2 separate regions of the Sus scrofa genome follow, and region 1 is linked to region 2. Evidence: chromatin contacts called from public HiChIP or PLAC-seq data. All regions are on one chromosome and are shown on one strand. The core of a region is the stretch at or near the end of the contact, and the rest is flanking DNA. Distances in the headings are between cores, read along the strand shown. Region 1 overlaps RAPGEF5 (rap guanine nucleotide exchange factor 5). Region 2 holds the start of LOC100518800 (protein Mpv17).

The links. HiChIP or PLAC-seq counts read pairs in DNA pulled down with a chosen protein or histone mark.
Region 1: an H3K27ac HiChIP or PLAC-seq map of skeletal muscle shows a contact between it and region 2, with 8 times the contacts expected there. The contact joins the enhancer-like site here to the promoter of LOC100518800 in region 2. A contact is called at or near these places in 7 of 47 Hi-C or Micro-C datasets (alveolar macrophages, epiblast stem cells, heart right ventricle and 2 more) and 1 of 2 datasets of contacts at active chromatin or transcription factors (skeletal muscle).

What each region holds. Positions count from the first base shown.
Region 1 is chr9:91,061,727-91,065,177 of Sscrofa11.1, reverse strand. RAPGEF5 (rap guanine nucleotide exchange factor 5) reads left to right here. Exons shown (of 26, transcript XM_021063441.1): 9 at 2,128-2,253. Among named protein-coding and RNA genes, the nearest start is that of RAPGEF5, 170 kb to the left of the region's middle. Within about 2 kb of position 1,792, at least 30 of the 83 cell types and tissues checked have an H3K27ac peak or open chromatin away from gene starts, as enhancers often do. A contact at or near this core is called in liver and skeletal muscle, where this site is marked.
Region 2 is chr9:90,950,460-90,953,993 of Sscrofa11.1, reverse strand. LOC100518800 (protein Mpv17) reads left to right here and starts at 1,752. Exons shown (of 2, transcript XM_021063439.1): 1 at 1,752-3,055; 2 at 3,057-3,534. The coding sequence starts at 2,796. The coding sequence ends at 3,243.

The DNA of each region.
Region 1 (3,451 bases), core at 543-3,042, 110 kb before region 2:
CAGTCTCCTACCTAGTTGGTCACCTAGCTTCAAGTGCTTCTCCCCACTTCACACTGTTTTCTCAACCCAGAAGGCAGAACGATCCTGTTAAAATGGAAGTTAAGGTATACCAGCCCCATGTTCAAAACATTCTGTATTTCCATCTCATTCAGAAAAAGCATCTAACCCCTTAACACATCTGTAAGGCAGCTGTATATTCTGGTCCAGCATCACCTCACTGAGCAGTCCTGCCCATCTCCCGCTTAACATCTGTGCTCCAGCCTGCCCTTTGCTTTGCTCTTCCTTGAACACACCAAACACTCCCAAGCCTCAGGGCTGTTGCACTTCTGTTCCTCTGCCTTGAACATTCTGCACTTATTTTAGTTCTCTACTCAAATATCAATCAAGGGTTCCTGTTCTGACATTCCTATCTCATAACGTTTCTCTGTCCCTTACCTGGCTTTATTTTACTTCTTACCATATGTATTGCCATCCAGTATTTTTCATAATTATGTGTTATGTTATCTACATCCTCTATTAAATATAAGCTTCATGAATGTGGGACTTTGTTTTTATTGTTGTTGTTCACTACTGTATCCTTAGAACCTATAATAGATCGTGGCACATGGTGGTGGTTCAGATAAAATCAGTTGAATGTGTGAATGAATGAAGAAAATACGGAGCTAGGGAACATGCATGAGAATGCAGAAAGGAGGATATCATAAACATTGGTATTTAAGTATTTGTAAGGTTGTCATTTTGGATAAAAAAAATGGACATAGTTTCAGTTGCTTAAAAGGCAATGCTAGTATTTATGGGTTGAAGTTCAGTGCTCTCAGAGTTTTGTCTAGCATGATAAGGGACTTTCCAATAATTCTGACTCTCCAGCACTGCACAGACTGTCTTAAAATAAACTGAGATCCTTGTCCAAGGAAACCTTGGAGATGAACTGGAAGACAACTTGTGAAGAATGCTGTAAAAATAAATCTCTGACTTGGGCAGAGGAATTCCATTTGCTGTTCCATGGGAGTCTGATTTGGGCCATTTCAATGGTTTTTTGTTTGCTTGTTTCCTTCCTGTTTGTTGGAGAGCCTGCTAGTTAAGGAGACGTCCTTACCTTTAGAAATGCATACTTAGTCTTTACTTCTCCGTTTTTCTGATGCCCCCTCAACAAAATGTCTATCTTTAGTACAAACCGTTAAGAGCCTGAAGCTGTGATGACGTGCTGGCCTCTTCCCTGTGTTTGGTTAGTTGCTGAGTCCTTTCAAATCCTGTAGATTGTATAAGTAAGAGATTTGATAGTTTTGACTGTTCCTGCCAAGAGTAACTTCAGATTTCTGTTTAGATCATGTCCTGATATAGCAGTATGAACCATTTTTGAAAGAATTTGAGCAGACACAGTTCATAATTTGTGTGTTATAATGAACTTTTTTTTTTACTGATCCAAGTCCTAGAGTCTCCTCCTCCATGTTATTATTATTTGGTGTTGGATGTAATAAAAAACTTGATGCTTTGTAGAGCGTTTCTAAACCCTGATAAGATTTTAAGCTTTCTCTGTGCAGTTTATTTGTAATAACTCTTTCCACCATATTTCATGTAACACTGGAAGTATTTTGCTAGTAATGCCCCATAGTAACTTTCCAGTTGTGAAAAAAAATTATCTTGTGATCTTCTTGTTGGCTGGGTATTTGTCCATGGAATGAGCTGGTGGAGCTGAGGAATTAGAAGGCCGTGTACTGTTATTTTTAGGACTCTCTATCACTTCACCCTTATTGCCGGAGTAGTTCCTGGCTAACTTTCCCATGAGTTTTTAACCTCTTGCTGGGCTTATGTAACAGGAAACAGGCTGTCAGGAACAAATAGTGGCATATCAGGAGCACCCCTTAGTAGCAAATGATTTAGTTTGCTCTGCCTTTCAGTCTGTTAAACTAGACCGAGGAATGATCTCAACTTTTAAGTGTTTTGGTGCGACATTCCTAGATTAAGATAATACAGTTTCAATTTTGGAAGGGCAAAATATCTTACCAAGACCATGATTTAATCCAGATGATGGAGAAGATGAGCTTATTATAAGGGGAACTTTGCTGTGGTGTCATGTCCTGGGACTGTGGATTTAAGTACATCTTTGCTTTTTCTCCGACTCTCAAGGCTGGGGTGATGTGCAAACTTCAGGAGAGAGATGATATCGGGCGAATTGAACTGGTTCAGAAGCTGGCAAGAGAAAACTGTCAATTTTTGCAGACGGACAAAAAAGAACAAGAGAAGTCAGACAACGTAAGCCTTTTCCTCTTGGGGATGCAGATTTTAAGGGGTAGAAAATGTTTCTGCCTGATTGTATGTTTCAAGGAAAGAATATTTGATGTTAAATTCTTTAGGTTTGGGATTTTTTTTTTCCCCTTCATAGTTAAAAAAAAAAAAATGACAGCTACTGTAATTTTCTAAGCCAGTGGTTTATGACAGTGGGTTTATTTATAAGAGAACTCTTCACAGAAGTAAATCATGTAGAAATATAAGAACACATGGGAACAAAGATGAATACACGCCTATTTGATGGCTTTCAAGTTTGACTTGGGGAGTTTCACCCCATCAGATAGTTTGAGGAATGTGAGTTTTGAAAGAACATGTCAGTGCACTTTTATGTTTTAATATAAGGGATTAGATCTAGTTCCCAAACGAATGGATTGGAAGTCACAAGAAATAGGTAAGAGCAGAAGAGTGGATCCTAGATGTTCTCACCAAGTGGGAAAGTCAGAGGGAGGTTTTCCCAGTGTGTTGTGAACCTTTGTGTTCCAACAAGAGTTACATTGTCTCTGATACAGTTCAGCTGGAGGAAAGGGACACTCTGCTCAGTTCTCCTGAAAGCAGTTATTCAGATTGAGCCTTAGAGCTGAGGACGCTGCCGTCATGCTGGGGAGACAATGGGACCACTTTCTTCTGGTCTGCGTTGTTGTCGTCTGTTGACTTGTTGTTGTTGTGTGTACAGCTTCACTCTCAGCGCTGAACTGTCCAGGATTGCTCATGAAGGGGAACATTCCTCAGGGCTTATGAACATGTCTTTTTTGGCCTTTAAATTCTCCTTGGAATTTTATTCTCAACCCCTTCCAAGGCCTTTTCTGCTCCGAGGCCATCAATAGAAATGCCAGACTTTTACTGAGCAGGAGAGGAGGTGAGATGTTTGTAAATGGCAGGCTGTTTAGTTTAATAACATAACTCATCTCCAGCAGCCTAGCATCACGTCATTACCATTGGCGTCTCAAGGGCGAGAATAATCTGGCAGTTTCAAAGCCTCATGATAGCAGTTATTTCTGAGGTGAACTTAGAAACTTAAAGGTGGCTTTAAGTGCAAGTGAAGATCTCAGGAGCCTTCACTTCAACAGGTACTGTTGAGAAGTTCGCAGATGATACAGAAAGTTAAGGGTCATGTTTGAGATGTTAAAAACACCCTGAAGGTTGATCCTATCAAAGACGTACT
Region 2 (3,534 bases), core at 503-3,002:
CCCCCCCCCCCTTTTCTTTTGTTCTTTTGCCTTTTCTAGGGCCGCTCCTGTGGCATATGGAGGTTCCCAGGCTAGGGGTCTAATCTGAGCTGTAGCCACTGGCCTACACCAGAGCAACACGGGATCCAAGCCACCTGTGACCCACACCACAGCTCATGGCAACACCGGATCCTTAACCCACTGAGCAAGGCCAGGGACAAAACCCACAACCTCATGGTTCCTAGTGGGATTCATTAACTGCTGAGCCACAGCGGGAACTCCCTGTTCCCCCTTTAAACCGCTATTCTACTCAGGGAGATTCATGGATTCCAACTAATAAAAATGCCAGTGGAGAAGTTCTTGCTGTGGCACAGCAGGATTGGCGGTGTCTCTGCTGCCCTGGGAAGCACGTTAGATCCCCTGCCAGCACAGGGGGTTAAGGATCTGGCATTGCCACAGCTTTGGTGGAGATCGCAACTGCAGCTTGGATCTGATTCCTGGCCCGGGAACTCCATATGCCACGAGGTGGCCCAACAGAGAGAGAAAAAAAAAATGCCAATCACAAATAACATGCACTAAACATTTGCTACTTAAATAAGTATGTGAGAATTACATGCACTTTTCAAACTGAAGCCATCAGTGTGGTGAAGCCAGATTGGTGAGGATGCAGAACCAGCTGGGGTTGGGCGGGGTGTCTAACTGAATTTTCACAGGCCCCTGGAATTGCCTTAAGGACCAGGAGCTCTTCCCTCCTCAAGATGTGCAGAGGTAAACCCAACGGGCAATTCATTCGTCAGATGAGGGCTCTTGGGGAGGACCTTTCCCTTCCTCCCAGCCCCTGACTGTTAAGAGGACTGGTGCAGCCTGTGATCGCTAGAGATAACTGGTTTTGTTTCGTTTCAGGAAGTGACTTGGCCGCTGTGGGAAATAAGAACTGTTCATGGTCCTTTGTATTCCCTTGACCCCGGCTGGGCCTCAGCTGGAAGGGAAAGGCAGTGGGAGGGGGCGGAAAGGAGCGCCGCGCCCCTTCCCCGTCCTGTGCCCCTGCTGACTTCACAGTCCTTGCAGAGATGAAGGCCTGCCCTCAACTGCCAAATAAGCCCCTGGAGTCGAGGCAGCAGGGCCTGCTTCCGAGTACTCAGCCGGCTGCTGCCTCCCCAGGGGGATCTGCATCCTCCCAGCTGTCACTGTATTCCGGGCTCCTGCCACCTGGCCCGACCCTGCCTTCCCTCCCAGGCCCCCTGCCCAGTCTGGCCAGGCCCTCCACCCAACCGGGGAACTCGCTGTGCCCAGGAACCCTTCCTTACCTGCCACATAAGGCTCGTCCACTCCCAAGCCCTCCTGGAGAGCTCTCATCCCACACCCAACCCCCTAATCCCTGTCTGAACTCCTAGGCAGAGCCTACCCGTTAACTCTCTGAGGAGCCCCCCTGCACCGTCTCTCCACCCATCCTGCCTGGAGGTAAAGACAAGGGTTAACGGCATAGCCCCTCAGGTCAGGCTGCCAGGTTTCTATCAGGCTCAGGCCCTGAAGAGCTGGGAAAACAGGTGAAAGTTTCCACCACAATCTTAGCTGCTATTTCTCTGCCTCAGAAATTGGGGGTTCTGGAGTTCCCATTGTGGTTCAGTGGTTAACGAACCTGACTAGTATCCATGAGGATGCAGGTTCGATCCCTGGCCTCCCTCAGTGGGTTAAGGATCCAGCGTTGCTGTGGCTCTGACGTAGGCTGACAGCTACAGCTCTGATTGGACCCCTAGCCTGGGAACCTCCATATGCCGCCGGTGTGGCCCTAAAAGGACAAAAAAAAGACAAAAAAAAAAAGAAAGAAAATGGGGGTTCTTATACCTCTTCCTTCATAAGATTGCATAAGAAATGAAATGCACATACAAGGCTTAATACAACGCCTAGTACAGAGTAGACACTTAAATGGTACCTTCTCTGATGATAAGTCCTGGATGCATGCTGGAAGATTTGCATCCACATTGCTTTTTAAAAATTTATTTTAAACATTTTTAAAATGTTTGCTTACTTAGTTTTTGTTTTATTGAAGTGTAGTTGATTTACAGTGTTGTGTCAGTTTCAGGTACACTCACTCACACGTACATGTGACTCACTTACATGTATTCATCTATTCTCTTCCAGATTCTTTTCCCTTCCAAGTTATTACAAGATACTGAGGGCAGTTCCCTGTGCTGTACCCATAGGTCCCTGGTGGACTCACATTTCTACTCTGCTGTAGGGAATTAACTTCTCTTCTCTGTTCTCTTGATTGTCTAACAAGGTAAGGAGCCACATCTTGGCCTCTGGGCAGTTGGGTGAATGAAACAGACAATGCAGGCAGGCCTCCCCTGTCCGAGCTTAAGTGAGACACCAGTGTGACACTGCCTTCCAGAGCTCCACGTGCTCTGCAAACACTGGGACAAAGCCCTAAGTGTTTGCTGATTGATCCGAATAAAGATGTCTGATAGAGCCTGCAAACTGGGGCACTGCTAATAGGAAGAAGCAAGGCTGAGCAGACCTGGGGCCTGCTCATGAGCTCTCTGAGGGCTCCCTGGAGCTCCCAGGAGGGCTGTGCCTTCACCTTACTTCACCCCTTCCCCTCTTGTCCTCTGCTGGGACAGCAGACCTGAGAGCCAGCAGCTCCCCTCACAAGCTGTAGGCTTCCTGGCAGCAACACAGAAGCATCCTGATTCTGACATGAGACAGATGCTCACTGCTCTGGAGTCGTGTCTTTGGTGGCTGGGGAACATTCTCTCTGGTTTCATTTTTATTTAATTAAAGAATGGTTGCAGGGTTTGAGTTCCTGCCCAGGAAGCATGGCACTTTGTCCAGCATACCAGAGGGCTCTGACTGCTCACCCATGGAAAGTACAGGTCTTGACCCCTGGGTCCCTGATGGGCTGTGGCTTTGTGGGCCCTATAGTTGGAGGCTGGTACAAGGTTTCGGACTGGCTCATCCCTCGCGCCACCAAGGTGGATGCACTAAAGATGTTGCTACTGGATCAGGGGGTGGGGGTGGGGTTTACCCCGTGTTTTCTAGGCTGTTTCCTCTCACTGGTAGGGACACTGAATGGACTGTTACCGGGACAATTGGGCCAAACTCCAGCGGGATTATCCTGATGCCTTCATCACCAACTACTACCTCTGGCCTGCTGCGCAGTTAGCCAACTTCTGCCTGGTCCCTCTTCATTGCAGGTTGGCTGTTGTCCAGTGCGTTGCTGTTATCTGGAACTCCTTCCTCTCCTGGAAGGCCCATCGGCTCTAAGCCTGCTACCTCCCTCCATCATTTCTGTCTTGCAGTCATACAGCTTGACCCTGGGAGGGTCAGACCACCTCCTTAAAGTGGGTGCATCGGTTTTCACAGGGTTTGGTGGCTGGGCAGAACTTAATGGAGGTAGTGCTCTGAAGTGGCCCATTTCACTCTCAAATGTAACCTGACTCCTGTGAAATCACAAAACCTTTGTAATGGTTTTATATCCACTGCATAGTAGGCAGTCCATAAATATTTATTGAACTATATGGTTTTGTCAACTTTAGTTTATACCCATATCCCAGT